Linked DNA regions of Sus scrofa: region 1 is linked to region 2. The links are chromatin contacts, called in public HiChIP or PLAC-seq maps. All regions are on one chromosome and are shown on one strand. Each heading gives the region's core, a stretch centred on a gene start, on an enhancer-like site or on the middle of the called end of the contact. The rest is flanking DNA. Distances are from core to core; before and after follow the strand shown. Region 1 holds the start of HSF2 (heat shock factor protein 2). Region 2 has its middle 33 kb from the start of SMPDL3A.

Region 1 (5,652 bases), core at 1,581-4,080, 340 kb before region 2:
TTTTCAAAAAGTTTATTAATTACAATAAATATTAAGGATTATGTTATAAAGAAAACATAGTACTTTAAATTATTCCTGGAAATTCTGGATTTTGTTGAGGAGAAGTGTGAACAGCAGCAAGCCTGTGAAGAATCGTACTTGCCCTTGAAGGAGGAAGGGAATGTCAGATTACTAATTTTTCTTTTACAATTGTGGTTCTCAAATTCTGGACCCAGGGCCAGCAGCATCTGTGTTACCTGGGAACCTTTCAGAAATACAAAATCTTGGCCTGAACCCCAGATCTACTGAGTGGAGCAGGGGATGGGGAAAAGAAGCAGCAGTTTGTTTTTCAGAAGCTCTCCAGATGATTCTGATATAGGCTAAAACTTGAGGCACATTGGTAAAAAAGGAAAAAAAAGCATATGTTTCAGACTGCAAAAGGCATGGTTTCCATTCCAAACACAGCCATTTGATTTTAGACGCACCACCTATTTCCTGGTGTTATCATCATATTAGCTGCTTAATAACTTAACCCTGTGGCTGACCTGATGAGTATTATAACTAATACCTGCTCATTTGTTACATTGATAGTCTCCTGCCTCCAAGTGATTTGGATACAGGATAAAGTTTGAGAGCCACTGATCTATATGTGTAATATATTGGAAGCAGATCAGCTATATCATTTGAGGGACCCAATGCAAAGTGAAAATGCAGGGTCCTTTGTACAAAAATTAAGAATTTCAAGATGGTGATGTGCAGAGCATTAAACCAAGTATGGGGCCCCTATTAAGTATAGGCCTACAACTGCACAGGATGAATGCCCAAAGAGGAGTTTTTGCTTGTACCAAACCACACCACTTAGTTTTGTTTTCAGATAGAAGTAATACGATGCCATGAAAGTAGGCCACATTTCCTCCTCAGACATGATCTCCTGTGCTGTCAGTCAAATAGATTGTGCTTATTAATTTTCCCATCTTTGCTCAGTGTTATGGGATAGTTTTTAGCTATTGAAATGCATTTTTACTTCAAGACCCAACTTAAGTTATCCATCTTCTAAGTCTTGCCTTACTACCTTAACTCATTTAACTCTTGTCTTTCTAAACTTTTCAGTACTTGTTTTATGATATAAATTTAGATCTTTTTAAAAATATTAGTAACTGCTGGTCATTGTGTTCCTCTTGTTTCTTAAGTCAGAGTATGAACATCTGAAGTAGAGATGGGCTTTTGACGATGCAGTGTCATCATCATACAATGAAAAGAGGATGGGCTTTTGAACTCAATAAAGCCTGGCTGTAAACACTCCCTCTTGTTTACTACCTATAATATAGGTAAATTCACTTTGAGTCTCAGAATTTTCATTGGGAAAATGAAGTAAGACCTACTGCACTGGGTTGTTAGGAGGATTAAATTATATATGTAAATCCCTGGGCATATATAAATGCTCAACAAATATTAATTGATTTGTGGAATGTCTCCCTCCATACATTTGATTTTATTTCAGCAAACATATCATTGATGAACACAAAGTTAGTATTCAATATTAGCTCTTTGGAAATCGTGTGTATTTTATTTTTTATTGTATTAGACGTACCTAGGAAATAAATCTATTCTATGTTGAATTTCATATAAACTGTAATTGTTACCTCTAACTTGTTAGTAAATTCTTTTTTTTAAGGCCACACCCATGGTATATGGAAATTCCCAGGCCAGGAATTGAATCCAAGCTGGCAGTGACCGGAGCAGAAGCAGTCATACTCTTTGCCCACTGCCCTGCGATGGAAACTCAGTTTGTAAACTCTTATACTTACATTCTGACTTTTGCAAAAAAAAAATTTCTGTACATTTATTTTGTACAATTTTTTTGTACAATTCTTTATATATTCAAAGTATTTTCACACCTACTATATTATTAATGTTATCTCACAGGGGTGAAAGAGTTTTACTCCTAATAAAGAGATGGTAAATATTGGCACAGACAGATTAAGGGATTTCTCTAAATTACATACTACCAGTAAAATCTAATATCCATTAATGTTTCCTAAATCAGATATGCTGACTCCTTCTGTAATATTTTCTCCACTATACCAAATCTGTAAAGGACATAACACAAAAAGGACAATTATTTTAAGAATATACCTGTAAATTATCTAACGGAACAGTTATTTTGATTGAGACGCTTTCTTTTTATGCTGACCACATAGTGAGCATTCTGTGTCTGTCAAATTAAACAGCATGCAAGGTGCCTATTACAATTCTTGATTCACTGTAGTATGTGTTCAGTAAAGAGTGAGTTATTAAATTCCTCTTTTTGATAAACGCATTCTAAAGGAACAATTTTTTCCCAATGAAAATTAAAAGACAAGGTTCATTATTTTCAAGACCGTTTCAACTTCGGGCCTAGCAAATCACGCTTAAAAGCTGTTTTTCCCGCATGTGAATTATTACTCTCCTTCCCCCTGCCTGACCGAGGCAACCACACTTTGCCTACCAAACTTATGACTCAAAGGCCCCTGAGGACTTTTTGTAGCCTTCCAGCCAAAACCCAAGCACCCAAAGCCGCTTCCACGTGAAACAACCAAACACACTCCCCTGCCCCTAAGGTCAGCTACAGCGAGAGCTTCTGTATAAAAGGCGAATGAAAAGGCAGCGCCCCCCTTTTAATCCCACCCCTCCACGTCTGCAGTATCCAATCACTTTTCTTTGTCGTGAGTTCAGCGCCTGGGATTGGCTGCGAACGGAACCGGCGCGGGACCAGTGCGCACAGGCCGAGCGGGGAGACTTGTCCATCACGTGCGGCCGCCCGGCCACCCCGCCTCACTGCACGCCTGGCGGGGCCGGGGGGGCGGGGCCCGGGAGCTGCTGCGCCTGCGTTGTGGGCGTTCTCGGGGAGCAGCTGCCGCCGCCGCCACCGCCGCCGCCGCCGACGCCGTCGCTACCGCCGCGTTCGGGTGTAGAATTTGGAATCCCTGCTCCTCGTTAACAATGAAGCAGAGTTCGAACGTGCCAGCTTTCCTCAGCAAGCTGTGGACGCTTGTGGAGGAAACCCACACCAACGAGTTCATCACCTGGAGTCAGGTAAGGGTGAGGGCACGGCGGCCTCCGAACCCCCTGACTAACCTCCTCTCTCGCTCGCTCCAGCGGGGTTGTCTCTCGCGGCCTGCGGCTCGACTCCCTCTGCGAGGCCCGCGGCGCGGGGGATGGCGGGGTGGCGCGGGCCTCGGCGTGCGGCCTCGCGGGGGACCCCGGTATTGTTCGCTCGGGTAGCCGCCGGGGTCCGGACCGGCGCCGCTGGCTCAGGCCGCGGTGGGGGAGGGGCGGCCCGCGCGGGGCGCCGCTGCCCGGGAGACCCCGTAACGGTCCGGCCAGGCGGCGTTCGGAACCCGGCCTGCTGAACGCGGGCGGCCGATGAGACGCGGGGGCCACGTTACTGCACACTCATCCTCCGTCCTCCCGCCCGGCTCGCGGGCTGTAGCTCAATGAGGGCACCGGCAGCTCTGCCCGAGATCTTCACCGCGGGGTTTTTCTGAGGCGGTCGTTACCACCGCGACCTGATTCTTGCCCCCAAAACAGACACTCAGCGCGCCTCGCGCATCGGCTCTTTAGGACAGCAGTCAGAGAAGGAGGCAATTGTGTAAACGCAGGTTCCTGCTTATCAGGAGGTTTAAAAATATTATATAGAAAATGGTACATTATTCACGGGAGATCCCGAGCCATTGATATAAGCGCATTTTTAGGATTATTTTAATAAAAGTGTCCACAGACAGGTGTTCAGTAACAGAGTGAAGAGCTAAATTTCACCGGACGGTTGCCAGCAGTGTGGTGTATAGATGCCGTGATCATTGGTTAGATCCTAATTGTGCCACAAAACAAGGATGACCTTAATCAAGATCCCTGTCTTGTCTGGCCCAAGTGTCATCCTCCGTAAGATGAACGGGTTGCTTAGGTGATCCAAGACCCCCTTTAGTTCCAAATGCTAAGATTCTAATTAGAGTGATTATTACATAAACTGCGCTTACGTTAGAATACACTCTTAAGCTCTTGGAATCATTTTGTGAAGGGGAGCGGAGTTTTCTTACTGTAGATCATCTGTTTGGGATGTTATCTTGTTTAGAGGTCTGGAAAAAAGTGAAAACTACCTGCACAATGCCTAGCACCTGTTAAGTGCTGAGTAAATGTTTCCTTTTCTTCTCCCTTTCTTTTCGGTTCCTTTCCTATTATAGGAACCTTAAGTTTTATTACTTAACTTTTATGGTAATAGGGAGCACTATATTGAGTATGTGAAGTTTTGACTACTATAACAGCATATTCTGCCTTATATTGCTGTCAGTTTTTAATTTTCTTTATCTCCCTCTAGGACTCAGTTTTCTTGAAGGTCAGTATCATCGATTGAATGTTGTTTGTTAAACATTCGATGAGTTCTGTAAAGTTGTACTAAGAATGGTGAAAATAAGGAATCCAGTCACCAGTATACACTTAAAAATAAAAAATGTCTCATGCTCTTCATCAGTCATAAGGATTAAAAGTTGACAAGAATGGATCAGCACAGATTGCTATTACTCAGCAGAGTTAGGGTTTGGACTAAGAGTCTCCCCACTCCCAAGCTGACTTTTATCATACCTATCTTGTTTTTATTGCCTAGGAATGGTCCCTAAATATATTTGTAATTGGTTTTAATTAAGGGATATTTTGTCAGTGGCAGGTCTAATAAGATCTGATAGCCAAAATATTTTAAAATATTCTTCTTTAATGGGCAATATCAAATGTGGAGAGTTTCATACTAATCCATAAGTGCATCACTTTATGAATTCTAACTGAAATAAGCCACTTAAAATCACTCTTACTTTTCCCATTTTTTAAGTCTAAACTTATGTTTTAGCTATTTATTTTGTAAAACATAATAGGACAATTAAAGTATAAATTCAATGAAGGCAGGGAATGTATTTGTGCCAAGGGACCCAGTAGGTACTTAATAAATGTTTGATGAAGCAGTGAAATTCTTGGAATAAGTAATGGAAATGAGGAATGATAAAGTTAGAATTAGGCTTGAAAATCTCCAAGATCATCTGGTTTGGTCTTAGCCTTATGTGGATGAGGATTTGAGGCTTAGACAGGTTAGATTATTTATCTATAATTACAAAGCTGTCCATTATTGGAGATGGGACTCTAACATAGATTTCTGACCTCTCAAATTATTTTTCCACCAATAGCAGTACACTTAATACAGGTTATCACAGTATTTAGTTTTATACCAAAATGTTTCCCCTCCACAAGTCAGTGGACAATTCTGGATTAATTTTGTCTAGGGCTAAGCTTAGTTGTGTAGGGAAACTGTTTTACTCTCCCACAGATTTTTCCAAAAACAGGGTTAACAATGAAAGGTAAAACTTTAGTTGAACAATGATGTTAGATGGAAAAACCAAAATAATTTACTCTCATCTCTTTTAAGATGCTACTTACGGTTGTTTCTGGTTTCTTTCATACTTGTTTTGCTGGACTTCTGTTGAGGTAATTTAGCATTTATACTATCTGAGTGAAAATCATATTAAGACCTTTAAGAAGTAGCAGATGTTTTGGAAACCAGGCAGTCTTTTATGCAATTATTTTCACTTATGAAAAATAATTTATTTCTCTAGCTTTAATATAAGGAAAGGGGAGAAAAGTCTTACCAACTGC
Region 2 (5,989 bases), core at 358-2,857:
TCAATATGTTGCTTGAAATCTTTTTTTGTCTTTTTTTTTTTTCTTTTGGGGCTAAACGCGTGGCATATGGAAGGTCCAAGGCCAGGAATCAAATCCGAGTTGCAGCTGTGGCTTATACCACAGCTGTCGCAACGCTGGATCCTTAACCCACTTCACTGGGCCAGGGATCAAACCAGCACCTCAGCAGTGGCCTGAGCCACCGCAGAGGCACCCAAGATCCTTAACCCTCTGTGCCACAATGGGACCTCCTATCTTTTCCTTTTTAGAGTTCATTATATATTTAACTAAGTTCAGTCAATTCACCCACATGCACCTACACACACATAGTAAGGTACTGTCATGAGAGGAAAGAATTTTCACTCAAAAATGAGAAATGACAGCATCCAAACCTTTTATATTTTCTACTAATATAACTTTTTCAAAAGATATTGAAGTGATTTTTTAACCATCACATAATAATTATTCCAAGCAAGTACAACAATGGATGCTGAAACTTGGATGAAAGTTTGAAGAGGAACAATATATTGCATCATCGTATTGCTACAGATTACAAATTGATTATCAAAGTTAAAATAGTAGCTTCATAGTCCAGAAACCTGGCAGATGCTATCTCAACCAAGTACTCATAGTCACATGTCACTGATAAATAAGTGAGCTTCCTATTGTGATCAACTAATGATATATACTTCTGCCTGAATGACATAAAATAAACATACACATAAGGAAACATCAGACAAATACACAATGAGGGACATTCTACAAGACAACTGGATAGTAATCTTCAAAAAGGTCAATGTCATGTAAGAAAAAGAAAGATTGAGGAATCATTTCAGATTAAAGGAGACTAAAGAGACTCGGCAAGTAAATGGAATGCAAAGTCCTGGACTGGGACAAAAATTTCCATAACGAATATTACATGGATAATTGGTGAATAATGAAAATAAGCTGTATATTTTATAATATTGCATTACGTAAAACCTCATAAATTTGATAATTGTATGTGGTTATGTAAGAAAATGCCTTTGTTCTTGGAATAAATGCTGTGATATTTAGGAGGTAAAAGGTATGATGTTCGCAACTAACAAACAGTTTAGGTAAAAAACTAGCACTCACACACACCAACATGCATACCTATGTCTGTATACATATACAGATATATACACATAAAATAAAATGTTGAAAAGTAAAATAAAATGTGAAAAAGTTAATTCAAGGAAAACTTCCAAGCTGAAAACCAAAACAAAATGAAGCAAAAGAAAGTGAAAGTTATTAAAGCCACAACTGTTGTTTTTTTCTTCAGTCTGTCTTAAAAAAATACTGGCATGCTTAAATCAAGTCTAAAGATCAGGGGCAACATTTTGGAGGTTGTTTTATTTATGCCCTTCTTACTATCTAAAATGTCCATTTTTTGCTTCAGTGACATCAGCTATTTCTTAATTGTTTTAGGTAGCTTATAAAATTTTACACACAACGTGACTTAGTTATGTCATCTTGAGCTTTTTTCACTCTCTTGCTATACTCACCATTTAGGCAGACTGTTTTGTTGCTGTAATACAGGGAACCTTTTGATCTCATACCACTCCATCCCTGGTGCCTTTATGTAATCTCCATTCACACTGCATGTTTAGCATTGCCTGTCATGAGGCTGCCTGAACCATGGTAACCCCTTGTAACTCAGTAAACAATGGAAAATAGATGGATCATTCTTTCTAGCAGCATGTTGTGAGGTAATTGGCTTTCATTACAGGCTTTCTTGTGGAGGGGATAGGGATTAGATGCTATAAACACAGGGTAGAATATATCTGCTCTCCCTAAAGGCCAAGTTCAAGGCTATATGAATCATTCTTACTTTCTCACAACTGTTTTTCAGTTTCTTTCTGAGCCTTTAAAACAGACGACTCCTCTTAGCATGGCTTCTTGCCATTTTCAACATCTCTCTTAAGGGATTCTCATTCCTCTATTTAAATGATCATAAAGAAAATATTTCTTTCTTTCATGTGTTAATGCAGCAATGAGTAGCTAGAAGCGATATGACTACAAGTTACATTTTCCTGGGAAGAAAAGACTACTTCTCTCACATTTTCCTTTGGAGCTTAGAGGAAAAAGAAAACAAAAAGCTTTCTTTTGTGTGTGTGGTTGTGATTACCAAATGCCTTACACAAAAATCAATCAAATGCACTAATATATATATATATATATATTTAAATTTTAGTGTTTTTATTGAGTAAACTGGCAATTTATAATGAAGGAATTTACTCAGGACCACTGTAAACAGTATGTTCATGTTATCAGTGACCCGGATTATTTTCATCATTTCCTGGTGCTTCTTGTTGCTATGACATCACTTTGTCTGAAAGAAATGCTCTCTTTAGCAACAGGAAATTTTTGACACACTTGGTTTCTGATGGAGAGTTTTCAGGCAGATTTAATCAGTCATCTGTGTCTCTTTTACTATTAAATACACTACAAGCATTTTCCCTTTGCTGCATTTCTCTTTGAAGCATTTTTTTTTTTTTTAATTTGTTCTGGGGGTGAAGTTTGGCTGTGCCTATGGCATGTTTAAGTTCCTGAGCCGGGGATCTGAACCTGAGCCACAGCAGTAACCCAAGCCACTGCAGTGACAATGCCAGATCCTTAACCTACTGCACCACAAGAGAACTCCAGAAATGATTTGAATTTATATTTAAATAGTGGTTTTATTTGGCCAAGGAAAAGCTTGAAAATCCGTCTTTTGTTGCAAATGAAGAAGCTCTTTGGTATGCAGGTAATTGTGAAAAGAATTCCTCTGTGATTTGTAATAAGAAGTTGGGGCCTTGTCCAAAAAGTTCAAGAATTGGCGTGTGTGTGTGTGTGTGTGTGTGTGTGCGCACGTGCATTAGCATTATTTTTGTTTGTCTAAATATAGATGGAAGAGCTTGATGGAATGGAAATTCCTCATATGTATTCTACTTCTAGAATTCTATGACCATAACAACTTTAAGCCTTGAAGACAGTATGCTTACATGCGCAAATAATGCTAAGGCATTCCCTGATGCACTCTGCCCAAAATTTAACTACCTAAGGAAGCACATGAAATAAAAGCATCAAATTCTCTTCCTCTGTCCCAGTCATAATCATGTTTCTCCCACTTTATAAAGAAAAGCATTCTTCTCCTCCATCCAGGATCTTTCTGTGGGTCATGACTCCCCCATGTAAAAATTTACTGGATATCAAATAAAGGGACACTTAAAAATATGACAGTGTCAAGAAAGTGTATATCCTTAATGATTGGACAATTTTTTTTTTTGCAAGTCAGTTGGTTTATAATTCTTTCTAATTTCTAAGTTGAGATATACTGATAGATTATTAAAATAATTTTTTATGATGAATTTTTTATAATTTTTTATGTGGGATTTCATTGAATTCAAGGGATTCAAGGAATAGATGATATTTCTATTTTGAAATTGTTCCCCTACTATTTATGTAAATAATGTTTCTCAGTATGCAATATAAATTCACAAAAAAATGTTCAGCAGTCACCAATATAGCTCAGTGGTTAACGAACCTGACTAGTATCTATGAGGATGCTATTTTAGCCCTGGCCTCAGTCAGCGGATGGGGAAACTGGTGTTGCTGTGGCGGTGGTGTAGGCGGGCACCTGCAGCTCTGACTGGACCCCTAGCCCGGGAACTTCCCTGTGCTGCAGATGCAGCACCAAAAAAGCCAAAAAAAAAAAAAAAAGTACAAAATAAATGCTCATTTTGTTTTATCCAAACATATGATGTATCAACAATATATAAATTAACAGGAAAAAAAGTACCTTCCATATCCTTAACAGATGCCATGGTAAACTACATTATTGGCCCCAAATCTTTATTCTTTCTTCTCTTTGCCTTGAAATCTTGCAGTTACCCCCACAAAAGGCGTAGAGTATATTTCCCAATCCCTTGCCTCTGGTTTGACCTTGTGACTTGCTTTAGCCAATAGGACTAGTGGAAGAGATGGTATTTTAGTTCTGAGACTAGGTTTCAACAGATCTACATGTTTCAACTTTCTTTTTTATGTTTACGTTATGGCCATGGGAAAGAAGTGGCCTGGCCAGGGAACTTGCCCATGGAGGGCATGAGAGGAACACTTAGGAGAATTATTCCAGATAATCTGTCCCAACCAATACCAACTTAGAATAAAGTAGACACCCAGCTACAGACACATGAGCTAGAAAAATAAATTGACTTAATCACTGAGTTTTGGGGTGCCAGCAGCAATTGCTAACCAAAATAAATATTTAATAAATAATAATGTACTTGTGTAATATTGATCAATTTCTGTTAATAATGAAATAAAATCTATAAGACCTGTTTTAGTACTTTAAGCATTATGCCACAGGGAATTAAAAAAAATAATTTATGCATTTATTTTAGTTGAAGAGAAGTCTGATCAAGGATCAATATTTGGGTAAAATGTAAAATTACAACATTTGAGTTAAAATGGAATGCAAATGTGAATTCAAGAAATAAAATGCATGAAACTTTCTGACCATCCAGGAAGAGATGGATCATGTGTTTTCTTTTAATGAATAATGATGGGGAATCAAATTACTATGGTGTTTTGTGCATTAGGGTTCAATCAGAACCTCTTGGGGGGGTCTGTCCATCTACTAACCTATCTCTTTATATGGATTTATCTATTTTTGTAGAATAAGAGATTTTCCACAAGGATTTGATTTGATACAATTTGGGGAACCGGGTAAACAGTTCCTGTGAAGTGGTAGCCTTTGTATCTGGCACAGAGCTTAAAGTCAACAAGGCAGACAGTTGGGAAGGGGAAATAGAGGAAAAGTTGGGAAGAGCAAGTATGAGCAGGACCCCTTCAGCGTGAGCTCGAGCAAGAACAGACTGGGATCTGAGTCAGTCCTCAAAACTTCATGCTGGACGAGGGTGGCCTGTAAGAGAGGGTGGTGCCTTGACCACAGAGCTGAACACAGGCTTGTCCCAGGAGCTAGAGGAGCTGAAGGAGCATGGGAAACAGTTGCCCATCAGGGTGATGATACCTGGCAACAATGCGAATCAGCAGGGAAACAAGGATGCATGAGCCACAAAGTAGCTTCCACTTTGCCACTGTTGCCCAAATTTCCTGCAAAATATTTTCCTGTGCCTCACTCCTAACAGAAACACATTAGGAGGGGAATTCTGGGGAAAAGAGTGCATCCTAGCCTAGTCGACATATTTGGACCCATCACACTTTAGATACTTTTCAAAGAGCTTTTAACAGATTTATTTTAAAGTGTCAAAATTGGAATAATCAGGATTTATATTCTTTGCCATTAGTTAAATTTAGGATGAGTGGTTTTCCATGTGCACATAAAAAGGTGTGGGAGAGCACATAGATTTATAAATTTCTTTAGAAAGTGTGTATGTAAAAATGTTTGAAGAACCCTGAGATGGGTTTCCTTTACAGAAATTGTTAAGGAGAGAGAAACTAGTTGGGATCTGATGGAAACATTCCTGAAAGTGGAGTGCTAGCTGCAGGTGCGGGTGCAGATGGGGAACTTTCTGACCAACCAAAAAAGCCAGCCCAAGGAAGCAGATCTTGCATTGCCTTCAGAGACACTCTCCAGATATGAGGATGATGTATGTTACTAACTGGTGCCTGCTTCTCCCTAATCTTTTGTCCCTATCTTCGGTAGAACCACAAGACCTAGACCTTGATCAAATAGCTCCAAGCAGTTATTTCCCATTGCTCTGGACCCAGCCTCCTTCCTCATCTCCTTGATGAGGGTTCTGGCCCAGACAGACAGATTTCCCAAGGAAGTGACATCCTGTTGTATGTCTGGCTCTGGCTTAGCTAAATTATTGCATGAATTCCTAAGCACATGCTCTTACTTAACTGAGTCCCTAGATACCAATAACTTTCAGATTCTTGAGGGAGAAATGTGCAACCTTGCTCCCTGAAGAGTGTGGAGGAAGGGAGGACAGTTGAGGGATTAAAGATGGGAACCAGATTTTGCAGT

What was found. HiChIP or PLAC-seq counts read pairs in DNA pulled down with a chosen protein or histone mark.
Region 1: an H3K27ac HiChIP or PLAC-seq map of alveolar macrophages shows a contact between it and region 2. The contact joins the promoter of HSF2 here to the enhancer-like site in region 2. A contact is called at or near these places in 10 of 47 Hi-C or Micro-C datasets (alveolar macrophages, embryonic fibroblasts, fetal heart ventricle and 6 more) and 1 of 2 datasets of contacts at active chromatin or transcription factors (alveolar macrophages).

What each region holds. Positions count from the first base shown.
Region 1 is chr1:40,177,486-40,183,137 of Sscrofa11.1, reverse strand. HSF2 (heat shock factor protein 2) reads left to right here and starts at 2,830. Exons shown (of 13, transcript XM_005659227.3): 1 at 2,830-3,054. The coding sequence starts at 2,962.
Region 2 is chr1:39,833,114-39,839,102 of Sscrofa11.1, reverse strand. No RefSeq gene overlaps it. Among named protein-coding and RNA genes, the nearest start is that of SMPDL3A, 33 kb to the left of the region's middle. Within about 2 kb of position 1,607, at least 25 of the 83 cell types and tissues checked have an H3K27ac peak or open chromatin away from gene starts, as enhancers often do. A contact at or near this core is called in alveolar macrophages, embryonic fibroblasts, retroperitoneal adipose tissue and 1 more, where this site is marked.